Regions from separate parts of the Mus musculus genome. Here regions 1 and 2 are each linked to region 3. The links are chromatin contacts, called in public Hi-C maps. All regions are on one chromosome and are shown on one strand. The core of a region is the stretch at or near the end of the contact, and the rest is flanking DNA. Distances in the headings are between cores, read along the strand shown.

Region 1 (4,226 bases), core at 334-2,833, 220 kb after region 3:
GGAGGCCACAACAAAAGCAGGGCATCTACTATCTTTTATTTTTGAGACCAGGTCTCACGTAGCCCAGACTGGCCTCAAAGTCATTATACAGCTACAACAACCTGGAAGTCCTGATCCCCCTGCTTCTGTCTCCTGGGTACTGGGATTACAGGAATGTGTGATCCTGTCAAACCACACGCAGCTTCCAGTAGAGTTTTAAGAGTGGCCCTCATTCAGTTTCATCTGGTAGATGCTGTATTAGAACAAACATGGGGTTTTAACATGATCATCAGTCTGTGCTTAGGAATAAACAGCACAAAACAGTTCATAAACTGCAGTGTACATAGAACCATTACTGTTGTTGTTATTATTATTGTTGTTGTTTTTTTTCGGGATAAGGTTTCCCTGTGTAGCCCTGGCTGTCCTGGAACTCGATCTGTAGACCAGGCTAAGCTGGCCTTGAACTCTAGATTGGCCTACTTCTGGTTGCCAAGTGCTGGGATTAAAGGCATGTGCCAGCACACCTGATGAAACTTGCTTTGTTTAACACCTACAGGGTCCAATATCTAAGTAGACTAATTGAAGCTGTTTTAAGAAATCTGTGGCTATGAGAACACGTCCGGTGAAGGCAGCCTACATGTTTAGCGGGTGTGCACAGCTGTGCCATATCAGCTGTCATTGACACACTTGCCAGACACACTGGATAAAACTAGTGCATGCTAGCTTGTGATCGGCCTTTAGACAGAGCCAGCCGTCTGTCTCTTCAGTGTGGCATTCCCTCACCTGGTGCACCCTTCCCGGAAATATGAGCTATGCAAAGCCATGTTTGCTCATGAGTCTTTAACTTTCTTCAACGTTTCTTTGTTTTTCCTTCTCTGTGTGTATATGTGTTTGTGTGTGTACATAGATGTGTAGGTATGTCTGTGCGCACGTGTACGCTAGAGGCTGATGTAGGAATCTTCCTTCCTCTGTGGCTCTCTGCCTCCCTTGAGAAAGACTCGGCCACTGAACACGGAGCTCCCAGATTGAACTGCTCCGGCTGCCTTCCAGCCCCAGGAATCCTCCTGACTCCATCTCCCCAGCACAGGATTAAAGGGCAGTCCCCATGCCCAACTTTTTCTGTGGATGCTGGGGATGCAAGCTCAGACTCCATGCTTATGTGACAAGCACTTTACCCCTGAGCTTTCTTCAGCTTTTCTAGAAGGAAAACAAAACAAAACAAAAACAAAACAGTATGCTGATTCACTTCCATTGGCGACATATAAACGTGTTATGAGACTTTCCTTATTATTTACAAAGTGTCAGAGCTTTTATTCCTTTATGAAACCTAAACATTTTAGTTAACACATTTTAATTAATGCTCCTAGGTCCTGCCAGGTGATGTTTTGGCTCACACGAGCTTACCCATTGCTCAGATGAGCTTAGCACTTCGTGTTCCTCAGGTGACCTGATCATGAATCACAGTAGAGTAGTCCAACTCAAACCCTGGCATGGACCCCAGGTCCAGCATTTTAACAACAGGCAGACAGCCGTTCAGTACCCACATGGAGCTTGCTGCCTGCGTGGGCGTGGGCTGGCTGTGTTAGTCGTGCTGCTGGGAAAACAAAACCGAAAGGAAGGGTTGCTGGACTCTGAGATACAGGCTGTGTGTTCAACAACACAGGATGGCCTGAGAGGCTGCATTTGAGGAAAACGAAGCAGATAATAAAACCAGAGGATGCTGGGGGAGGAGGAGTTCTAATGGGAAAGAAAGAATAAAGTTCTGAGACTGACATTGCCAAACATATCACTTAAATGAGCCCACAGAGGCCTGGGTACCATCCCTAGCCACTAGGACTGGGCGGTGGTGATGCAGTCCGTGTATTTTTCAATCTGTTGTTGTCGGTTTTAGCCACAGTCTTGCTCTGTACCCTAAGCTGGCCTTGAATACTCCGTCCTCCTCTCTTGGTCTGAATACTGGAAATTAGGCATATGCCACCATACCCAGCTTTGTATGTTTATACCTTTTTATCTCTTCCATTTTTTCTTTTGATCTGATTCAATATACCACTCAAATTTGAAAGATGGAAATGATACTGTAAGGACCTGACTTAGGGACAGGTGACATTGTAACTCACTACATTTTACACTTTCAGACAGGGGAGGTGCGACATATTTCTCATCTGAATTTCACTGCCTGGCCAGACCACGATACACCGTCGCAGCCAGACGACCTGCTCACATTCATCTCCTACATGAGACACATCCGTAGGTCGGGCCCAGTCATCACACACTGCAGCGCTGGCATTGGACGCTCAGGAACCCTCATTTGCATAGACGTGGTCCTAGGCTTAATCAGCCAGGATCTGGAAGTAAGTACAAGATACGGCCGAGTGCTGGGCGATGTGACTGTCTAAATGTGTTGTTTCACCTTGTACAGACAGTAAGCTTCTCTGTGAGAGCAAGTCAGTACTGTTGCCATGACTACAGGAAATACCAAAGTCCAAAAGACAGTCCACTTTTAAAAAGAAAAATATTGAGCTTTGTCCTTGTTACCTATAGATAAGAAATTGGTAATTTTGTTTGAAAATTAATACTAATCTATTACTCTAAGTAGTTACTCTTAATTTTTAAATATTAATAAAGCAAGTAACAGTGTGATCTTACTTTGACTCTAATCTAAATTCGTATGAAACTTCCTTAATTGCCAAAATATCTTGTATTTAAATATATATATAGTTTTTGGATATAATTGTATATTGTATATAATCAATATATAGTATGTATATATATATGTATGTGTGTAGATAGGTAGATGATAGAGATATAGAGATTAAAGGGTCTGTCTCTTAAAGGGTTTTAGATGATGCAGTTCTATCCAGTTCTTGATACTCCTATAACCTATGATAACTGAAGTGGGGCACACCCAGCAGTCCAGTCTGCCCTCGTCTCAGACTGTCAAGCATCAGCTAAATTAAAAGGAAATGGAATTTTATTCTGGACATTAGTGTGAGGAATATTGCTTACATTATTTTTTTATAGTTTAAGAAATTAGCTAAATGTCAGAGGAAGAGAATGTGTATCAAAGACGTTCAAACATAGTAGACTCTAGTTCTTAGAAATACTGTATCATAGAAGGTCACTTCAGGAAGTCATTATACTGGAGAGTTTGACGAGTCGTGAGGAGGGGCAGGGGTGAGGACCCCACAGGGGACGCCTTCGCATCACCCAGCTTGTGTCTAACGCACCACTCTGTGTCCCGGCAGTTCGACATCTCTGACCTAGTGCGCTGCATGAGGCTTCAGAGGCACGGCATGGTGCAGACCGAGGTGAGGAGGACTTCTTCTGAGACTAATAGTTTAAAAGTTGCTCTTGAATTTGTATTCTCTTTCTGTCTGTCTTTCTGAGATGATCTTGCTATGGCCCAGGCTAACCTGGGCTCAAGCGCTCTTCTCATCTCAGCCTTCAGGTAACAGGATGACAGAGGAAGGCTCTACCCTTTGCCCAGTGATCTCTTTGAAGGTTTCCTTCCATGTTATAACATAAAACCAACATCTCTTGTCATAAAGGACCCTTCTATAGCATTAAGACTAATTCAGAAAAAAAAAAAGGGGGAATTTCAGACTATCATTTTAGATACTACCTTAAAATTTTTATTTTTTTAATGGAGAACAGGAGCTGGGGAGATAGCTCCTCAGTGAAGTACTGTCATGAGGTCCTAGGTTTGAGCCTCAAAACCTACACGAAAATCCAGGCATAGACTGGGAGGACAGACTCAGGCAAGTTCCTAAATTTATGAGCTCCAGCCATTGAGAGACCCTGTCTCAAAAAAGCAGGGGGTTAGGGGAGGGGCGGGGAGGCACCTACCCAGGGCTGTCATCTGGCTCCTCATGCATGCACACACAGGCACATACATACACAGACACACACACAGGCACATACATACACAGACACACACACAGGGAGGGAGGGGAAAGGTGGGGAGAGGGAAGAAGGGATGCAGTGTCCCCACTAAGTTGCTCATAAAGGGTGGACTTGTTGGAGGCTCCGAGTGAGAATGGCTCTGCCTGCTGCCTGATGGGGTTCCTCCCCATCTCAGTCACCAGCCTTTCAGACAGCAGCAGCTCAGAGAGGCCGAGAAGGACCGCAGGCCCTGCCAGACAGCCCCCACAGCTGTTTCTGTTGTGTTCACTCCTCTTTCCTAAAACTGAATGTACACGGCATCACCCCATCCCCAGCTGAAGCTACCGTCACAGGAAGTGAATGCA
Region 2 (3,726 bases), core at 602-3,101, 190 kb after region 3:
AGCCAAGGGCAGCAATAATCATGTGTGTTTGTCTATAGGAGAAAGAGGACAACCTTATGTCAATTTGTGTTTTTTCTCTAGGAAGTAGAGCTTCTCATTACCCTGGTTAAATCAGAAAAAGGAAGTCTGGGCTTTACAGTAACCAAAGGCAGTCAGAGTATTGGTTGTTATGTCCATGATGTCATACAGGATCCAGCCAAAGGTGACGGAAGGCTAAAGGCTGGAGACCGGCTTATAAAGGTGAGACCCCCAAGGGGCTGGAGAGGCGGCTCAGCGCTTTAAGAGCACAGGCTGTTCTTCCAGAGGACCTGGGTTCAAAGTCCATCACCAACATGTTGGTTTACAACTGCCTGTAACTCCAGTTCCAGGGATTTCCAGTCCTGGCCTCTGCAGCTATCAGGCACACAGATGATACACAGACATAGATAATAGGCAAAACACTCAAATGCTCTATATAAAATAATAATTTTTTTAAAGTGAGACAATTAAGGGGAATGGAGACATTTTTACAAATGTGACTGGCTGTCTCAATCTATCTTTTATCAGTATCATGAAATACCTTACACAGGCTAACTAAAAACAAAAGAAGCTTAGTTATCTCACTGCATGGGAGCTTTGAAGACATAGCTCCAGCAGCTAGCCTGAGTGAAGGCATCACCTGGATGAGAGGAAGAGATCCCACCTCAGGAGGATGCCAGAGAGTCCGGGGTCCTGCTGCTCCTCCTGCAGGTGCACCTCCGGTCTAGTCACGCGGAGGACCTAGCCTCTTAACACGAGAGCCACATCCAGACTGTAGCCATGAGCAAAACCAAGTCAGCACTGGGGAAGGTGCTAAGTTATGACAGTTTCTCTGGTTTATGTTTTCTCCCCCACCACTTAAAAATTAAAGGCAGAGTGCACACACCTGAAGTCTCAGCGCTTGGCGGGTAGAGGCAGTCAGGTCAGGAATACAAGATCACTCTCGACTAAGTTGCAAGCTCAGCATGAGACCCTGTCTCTTAAGTGGGTGGTGGGGACTAGGTGTGTCGCTCAGTTGATAGTGCATGTGTAGCTTGCACAGAGCCCTGGACTCAAGCCGCAGCACTACAGAGAACTAACACAGTGCCACCCACCTATAATCCCAGCACGAGGGATGTGAAGGCAGGGAGGGGGTCAGACCATTCTGCGCTACAGCCTTTATATACATATATACATAGGTTCTTGGGAATTGCTGCAGGCTGCTGCTTAAACTGAAAGTCCTTTTGATCTCAGGTCCATGAGACAGCCAGTTTCTTACATTCTGGAGGACAATGAAGTATGCACTTACTTGTAAGCGACTTTATATTCATAATGGCTTGACCATTGTCTCTCTAATCTCTGCAGGCAAAGAGATTCTAATAAATTAGAGACTGCATCACCATAAATCTCTTACTGGCTGATAAAGACTATAATTATGTTTCCTGTTCCAAAAACCAAACCTTAGCTTACCTCTCTCTCCTTCTGTAGGTTAATGATACAGACGTTACAAACATGACCCACACAGATGCAGTGAATCTGCTGCGAGCCGCACCCAAAACAGTCAGATTAGTTCTTGGGCGGATTCTGGAGTTACCCAGGATGCCAGTATTTCCCCATCTGCTGCCCGACATTACAGTCACATGCCACGGAGAGGAGTTAGGTAAGGAAAGCACAAGCTTTGCTCAGGACGGCCTCCATGCGTCATTAAAAGCAAGACTCCTGTGACTGAGAAATAATTGTTTTCTGTTCTTTGAAGGATTTTCCCTGTCTGGAGGTCAAGGCAGTCCACATGGAGTGGTGTATATTAGTGATATCAACCCAAGGTCAGCTGCAGCTGTTGACGGTAGTCTCCAGCTATTAGACATCATCCATTATGTGAACGGAGTCAGCACACAAGGAATGACCTTGGAAGATGCAAACAGGGCATTGGACCTGTCACTTCCTTCAGTGGTGCTGAAAGTAACAAGGTAGGAACTAGGCAGTAAGTCTACAGCCTTGGGTATATGTATGCATGCATAAAGCACTGGGCAGTAGTCTACAGCCTGGGTGTGTGTATGCACAAGGTACTGGGCAGTAGTCTACAGCCTGGGTGTGTGTGTGCACAAGGTGCTGGGCAGTACTCTACAGCCTTGGGTGTGTGTGTGCATAAGGTACTGGGCAGTACTCTACAGCCTTGGGTGTGTGTGCACAAGGTACTGGCAGTAGTCTACAGCCTTGGGTGTGTGTGCACAAGGTACTGGGCAGTAGTCTACAGCCTGGGTGTGTGTATGCATAAAGCACTGGGCAGTAGTCTACAGCCTGGATGTGTGTATGCACAAGGTACTGGGCAGTAATCTACAGCCTTGGGTGTGTGTATGCATAAGGCACTAGGCAGTAGTCTACAGCCTTGTGTGTGTGTATGCACAAGGTACTGGGCAGTAGTCTACAGCCTTGGGTGTGTGTGCACAAGGTACTGGGCAGTAGTCTACAGCCTTGGGTGTGTGTGCACAAGGTACTGGGCAGTAGTCTACAGCCTGGGTGTGTGTATGCATAAAGCACTGGGCAGTAGTCTACAGCCTGGATGTGTGTATGCACAAGGTACTGGGCAGTAATCTACAGCCTTGGGTGTGTGTATGCATAAGGCACTAGGCAGTAGTCTACAGCCTTGGGTGTGTGTATGCATAAGGTACTGGGCAGTAGTCTACAGCCTTGGGTGTGTGTGCACAAGGTACTGGGCAGTAGTCTACAGCCTTGGGTGTGTGTATGCACAAGGTACTGGGCAGTAGTCTACAGCCTTGGGTGTGTGTATGCACAAGGTACTGGGCAGTAGTCTACAGCCTTGGGTGTGTGTATGGATAAGGTACTGGGCAGTAGTCTATAGCCTTGGGTATATGCATGCACAAGGTACTGGGCGTTAGTCTACAGCCTTATAGTTGTGTATGTCTGCATGCACAAGATACTGGACAGTCATTTACAGCCTTTTGGGTCTGTAAGCATACAGTTCAGTCATTGGTTGTGCTTGTACCCTCATACAGGCATTACAGAATTACTAATTCACAGCCAATAAAAGAGTAACAGTAGAAGAGAGTTCCATATAGAGTCTAAGAAGGGAAACAGCTAAGCAGGGAAATGCTTCAGTGTGACTCCAATTAATAGGCAGTTAGTACATATCAAGTACATTGCAAGGACCAGAAACATACCTCAGTTCTGTTTGGCCAAGAAAGGGAGTTTATTGGTTTGTGTAAGTCATCTGGTTCCTCTTGCTCTTTGCCATTATTTCTGGTGTATCGGTTTTCTCTATGGCGACCAGATGATTGCTCCAGCTGTTCTTCTCACATGCCTCCATCTAGAGCCATTTTCAAGCGGGGATCCCACAGTCACCACTGTTGTGCCCAGGCCTACAATATGGCCAATCTGTGAACTGCAGCAGAAGATAGAAATAAACCAGGTGGCTTTGGGTGGCCACGCCTCATTCCCAGAACCTGGGTGGAATCAGCCCTCTTAGCACTATTGCATACGCCAGCAAGATTTTGCTGACATGACCCTGATATAGCTGTCTCCTGTGAGGCTACGCCAGTGCCTGACAAACACAGAAGTGGATGCTCACAGTCAGCTATTGGATGGAACACAGGGCCCCCAATGGAGGAGCTACAGAAAATACCCAAGGAGCTACAGGGGTCTGCAACCCTATAGGAGGAACAACAATATGAACTAACCAGTGCTCCCCAGAGCTATGTCTCTAGCTGCATA
Region 3 (3,786 bases), core at 214-2,713:
GCCTCAATGAAACAGAGCACTGACCCAGCATACATGAGGCTCTGGGTTCAATCCCCAGCACTTTAGAGAGATTAAGCTCCTGGAGGCATCCAGGCAAAGGAATCCCAGGAGGCCCCAGGGAGAGATGCAGTATCTCCCTGCTTTGTGTGTTTGGGTGGGGCTGAAGGTTGAGGAAGTCTTTGGACATAGAAAGAGAAAGCAGGACTATTAATGACTAGACAAGCAACCATTACATCAGTTTAAAGCTAACCATGATCTCATCGAACTAACTTCCAGATACGTTTCTCTTTCTCTTCTATTCTTGTATCATCTCCTTGCTACTTCCTCTGGGAACTGTGGACTCTCTGTAATCCGTGTTTGAAGGTTTTCTCTGGTTTCGTAAATACAAACTCACCCCGTATCAGAGGGATGTGCTGGGTGAAACATCGCTCACATCTGAAGAGGAAAACAGAAACTCTCGAGCCTTCCTGTTCATGTTGTGAAAATCCACTGCCATTCATCGCTGCGATCACCCTAACTTCTACAAAGGGGAGAACTGAATGTACATGAACTGAGTGACTCAATTCTAACAAAACAAAATTTCTCAAACGCTAAAAAGAAAGTGAAGAACTAAAATAAAAAACTGAACATACAAAAAAGATACAATTAAGCTCGCTGCAACCTTGGCAAGAGCAACCAGGGGAGTGAGGGGAGTCGAGTGTGTGGGAGTCAAGCTCCCTGGCCAAAGAAAACAGTAACACGGAGCTTCAGCATGAGATCTGAAGAGACCCAGTGAGTCACCAAGGAAGGGGAAACCAGCGGAGAAAATAAGAGACAGCCATGCCACAAAAAAACAAAAAAACCACGGACCTTTTAAAAAGAACGAGAAGGCGAGGCATCCCCTCCACAGAACTGCAGGCAAGACCTCAGCAGACATGTCATGAAAGATGAGACTGGGACTGGGAGGCAGAGGGAGAAACTCCTGGCCCAGGTTAATGTTGCTAAAAGAGAGAAGTTGGAGGTGTGGGAGGATGAAGGACTTCCCATAAGGTTATCAGTTCCAGAGAATGCCTCAGAAGGGCTTGTCCTGGAGAGAGGAAGTCATTGTTCTGAATCCAGTAATGTGCAGCGCCTTTCCGGTATTTAGGATTTTAATCCCTGAGCAGGAAAAAGGTTCCTAACATGAGGTGGGGAAGCAGGAGGCCACACAGAATAAAGATCCCTCGCATTTTAAACAAGGCAGCTGATGGCCGGCTTCAGTGTTCACACTGGGCCACAAACAACCTTCTCCCGGAGGGACAGGAGGGATGGGGAAGGAAACCCGCTGCTTCCTGAGGCTGATCACTGACTACATTGTAGCCACTGTGCACTCAGCACTCTGACCAGAAATATCTTATCTCTGTAGTTGCTTAGAGCCACAAATGTCAGTGACTTGAAGCGTCGTCGCCTACTTGCGTGCTCTTTCAAATCTTTCATTGTGACCAGTAAAAACTTGCAAGCCCATTTAATAAATCAATAAGGCTCAGAAAAGCTACTTTGAGATGAGTGTACTTGGGTGACCATTTAAAAAAAAAAAAAAAGGTCATTTATGTTCTATTGCCCGCGGGGATTTCTGGGAGTCTATGTGATAAGCTTGGGAGACAATCAGCCCCTTGAACTGTTGAGAGGAAGTTGTTCTGACCCGATTGCTTCCTGTGAGCAGAGGAGAGCTTTCGATTACAAAGCAGCTTCATAGTTACAGACACAAGCCCAAGATACCCCCTTTCTTTCCATACCAAAAACTGGTGACTGGCTGAGGAGGAGGGAGGTAGGGATTGGGGGTGGGAGGGAGGGCACCCGGCAGGCTCTACTTCCCGATTTCAGGAGACAGAATCTTTGGACTTGCTTCCTGGGGAGTTTGAGAAAAGACTAGGAAAGGGAAGCAAGAAAACAGGATGACCGTGATTTTGAATGTTGGCTTGTTTCAGTTTTGTTGTTGTTGTTTGTTTGTTTGTTTGTTATGTGTTTGTGTTCTATCATGAAAAAGACATTAGTCAACAAAAGAACTAGAAAGTGTTATCAGACCCTTGTATGCATCCTATATCTTGAGTCCTGCGTTTTCTACAGTGGGCATGCGCAGCACCTGAGAGAGGAGGACTGTGGGAAGTGGGATGTTGTCAGAGCAGCGCAGGGGAAGAACGAGACCGTGAAGAGTTCTTAGAACAGAACCTGTCAACCCATCAGACGTTTGTTCAGCGTCCATTCAGGTCAGGGATCTAAATCAGAATCTAAATAGATCCAAAGAGAGTAAGCACCTATTTCACGTGTTAAAGGATATAGTTCCATGTTTGATATATAGTAGAGAGTATCTGTAATTCTTCTTAAGGGCAAACTGCCGTGCCACATCTGCAAGGCAACAGAATTTCAGGGATCAGTTCAAAGTGAAAAGGGTGGGGCTTTCAATCAGAATTAACCGTTTCTTTCTTAATTTTCCTTTCTTTACATTTCTTTACCGGGTGGGTGGGTGTATAGGCAAGCTCATACCAGAGCACACTTGTAGGTTGGAAGACACATAGCAGGTATTGGCTGTCACCTCCTACCTTTACCTTGAAAGTGCCTTTAATTTGCTAAGCCATCTATCTCTCCAACCCCTAGAATTATTAGAACTCACAAGTTGACAACAACAGAAGCCAGAGGCTGTCTTAGGGTTTCCGTTCCTGTGAAGAGACTCCATGATCAAGGCAACTCTTATAAAGGAAAACATTTAATTGGGGCTGGCTTACAGTTCCAGAGGTTCAGTCCATTATCATCATAGCAAGAAGCATGGTAGCATCCAGGCAGGCATGGTGCTGGAGAAGGAGCTGAGAGTTCTACATTTTGATTTTAAAGCAACCAGGAGAGACTGTCTTCCAGGCAGCTAGGAGGAGGGTCTCAAAGCCCACTCCCACAGTGACACACTTCCTTCAACAAAGCCACACCTACTCCACGAAGACAACACCTCCTAAGAGTGCCACTCCCTGAGTCAAGCATATTCAAACCACTACAGGGGCTTTTCTGAGTTTTGGTCCTGTGATCTTGCAGAATGACAGACCTGTACCATAAAACCACGTGTTAGTCACTGCTGGTCTATATAACTGAAGGTAGTCCCATCAAGTGCTGCGGTAGCCATTGAAGTTTTGAACATGGATGCCCTGAGACATCCACAAATAGTGCTGCACAGGCTGAACTACAAGGCCAGCCTCCCAACCTCTTAAACAATAAAATAATTATGAACCAAAAGCTGTGTCACTTAGGAGAACATTGAGTTTCCCACACAGGCTCTGGAGTCACTATGGCTCTCACACTGTTTTAACCAGTCTCTTGTGTAACACACAGAAGTTGATTTCAGTTTGAGCATTTCATGGTTTACTTGAGCCGGGTGTGGTGCGCACGCCTTTAATTCCATCACTTGGGAGGCAGAGGCAGGCGGATTTCTGAGTTCGAGGCCATCGTGGTCTACAAAGTGAGTTCCAGGACAGCCAGGACTACACAGAGAAACCCTGTCTCGAAAAACAAAACATGGGTAGGGGAGTGGGGGGGAGGGTGTGGGGGACTTTTGGGATAGCATTGGAAATGTAATTGAGGAAAATACATAAAAAAAAAAAAAGAAAGAAAAACAAAACAAAACAAAACTTGGGTAATCATGGTTTACTTGAGAATCTAGGTCCTGTAGGACCAAAACCCTGAGTGGCGCAGTAACACACACACAACACCAGCATTGGAGAGGCTGAGGCAGGGGGATTACGAGTTGAAGGTCTCATCCTAGGCTATATACAGATTTGCAGAGCA

What was found. A called contact is a pair of places that touch in the nucleus more often than the background predicts.
Region 1: a contact with region 3 is called in a Hi-C map of uterus. The contact joins two enhancer-like sites. A contact is called at or near these places in 1 of 484 Hi-C or Micro-C datasets (uterus), 7 of 115 datasets of contacts at active chromatin or transcription factors (embryonic fibroblasts, embryonic stem cells, fibro-adipogenic progenitors and 2 more) and 1 of 9 other capture datasets (embryonic stem cells).
Region 2: a Hi-C map of Sertoli cells shows a contact between it and region 3, with 3 times the contacts expected there. The contact joins two enhancer-like sites. A contact is called at or near these places in 2 of 484 Hi-C or Micro-C datasets (Sertoli cells and peritoneal macrophages), 5 of 115 datasets of contacts at active chromatin or transcription factors (the NIH/3T3 cell line, embryonic stem cells, heart atrium and 2 more) and 1 of 9 other capture datasets (embryonic stem cells).

The regions. Positions count from the first base shown.
Region 1 is chr5:103,591,393-103,595,618 of GRCm38.p6, forward strand. Ptpn13 (protein tyrosine phosphatase, non-receptor type 13) reads left to right here. Exons shown (of 48, transcript NM_011204.2): 46 at 2,115-2,330; 47 at 3,225-3,287. Among named protein-coding and RNA genes, the nearest start is that of Slc10a6, 36 kb to the right of the region's middle. Within about 2 kb of position 1,584, at least 56 of the 459 cell types and tissues checked have an H3K27ac peak or open chromatin away from gene starts, as enhancers often do. A contact at or near this core is called in embryonic fibroblasts, fibro-adipogenic progenitors and uterus, where this site is marked.
Region 2 is chr5:103,567,945-103,571,670 of GRCm38.p6, forward strand. It overlaps Ptpn13 (protein tyrosine phosphatase, non-receptor type 13), which reads left to right. Exons shown (of 48, transcript NM_011204.2): 33 at 82-240; 34 at 1,486-1,657; 35 at 1,754-1,964. Among named protein-coding and RNA genes, the nearest start is that of Slc10a6, 60 kb to the right of the region's middle. Within about 2 kb of position 1,852, at least 13 of the 459 cell types and tissues checked have an H3K27ac peak or open chromatin away from gene starts, as enhancers often do. A contact at or near this core is called in Sertoli cells, where this site is marked.
Region 3 is chr5:103,376,333-103,380,118 of GRCm38.p6, forward strand. No RefSeq gene overlaps it. Among named protein-coding and RNA genes, the nearest start is that of Gm30443, 18 kb to the left of the region's middle. Within about 2 kb of position 1,464, at least 122 of the 459 cell types and tissues checked have an H3K27ac peak or open chromatin away from gene starts, as enhancers often do. A contact at or near this core is called in Sertoli cells, embryonic fibroblasts, fibro-adipogenic progenitors and 1 more, where this site is marked.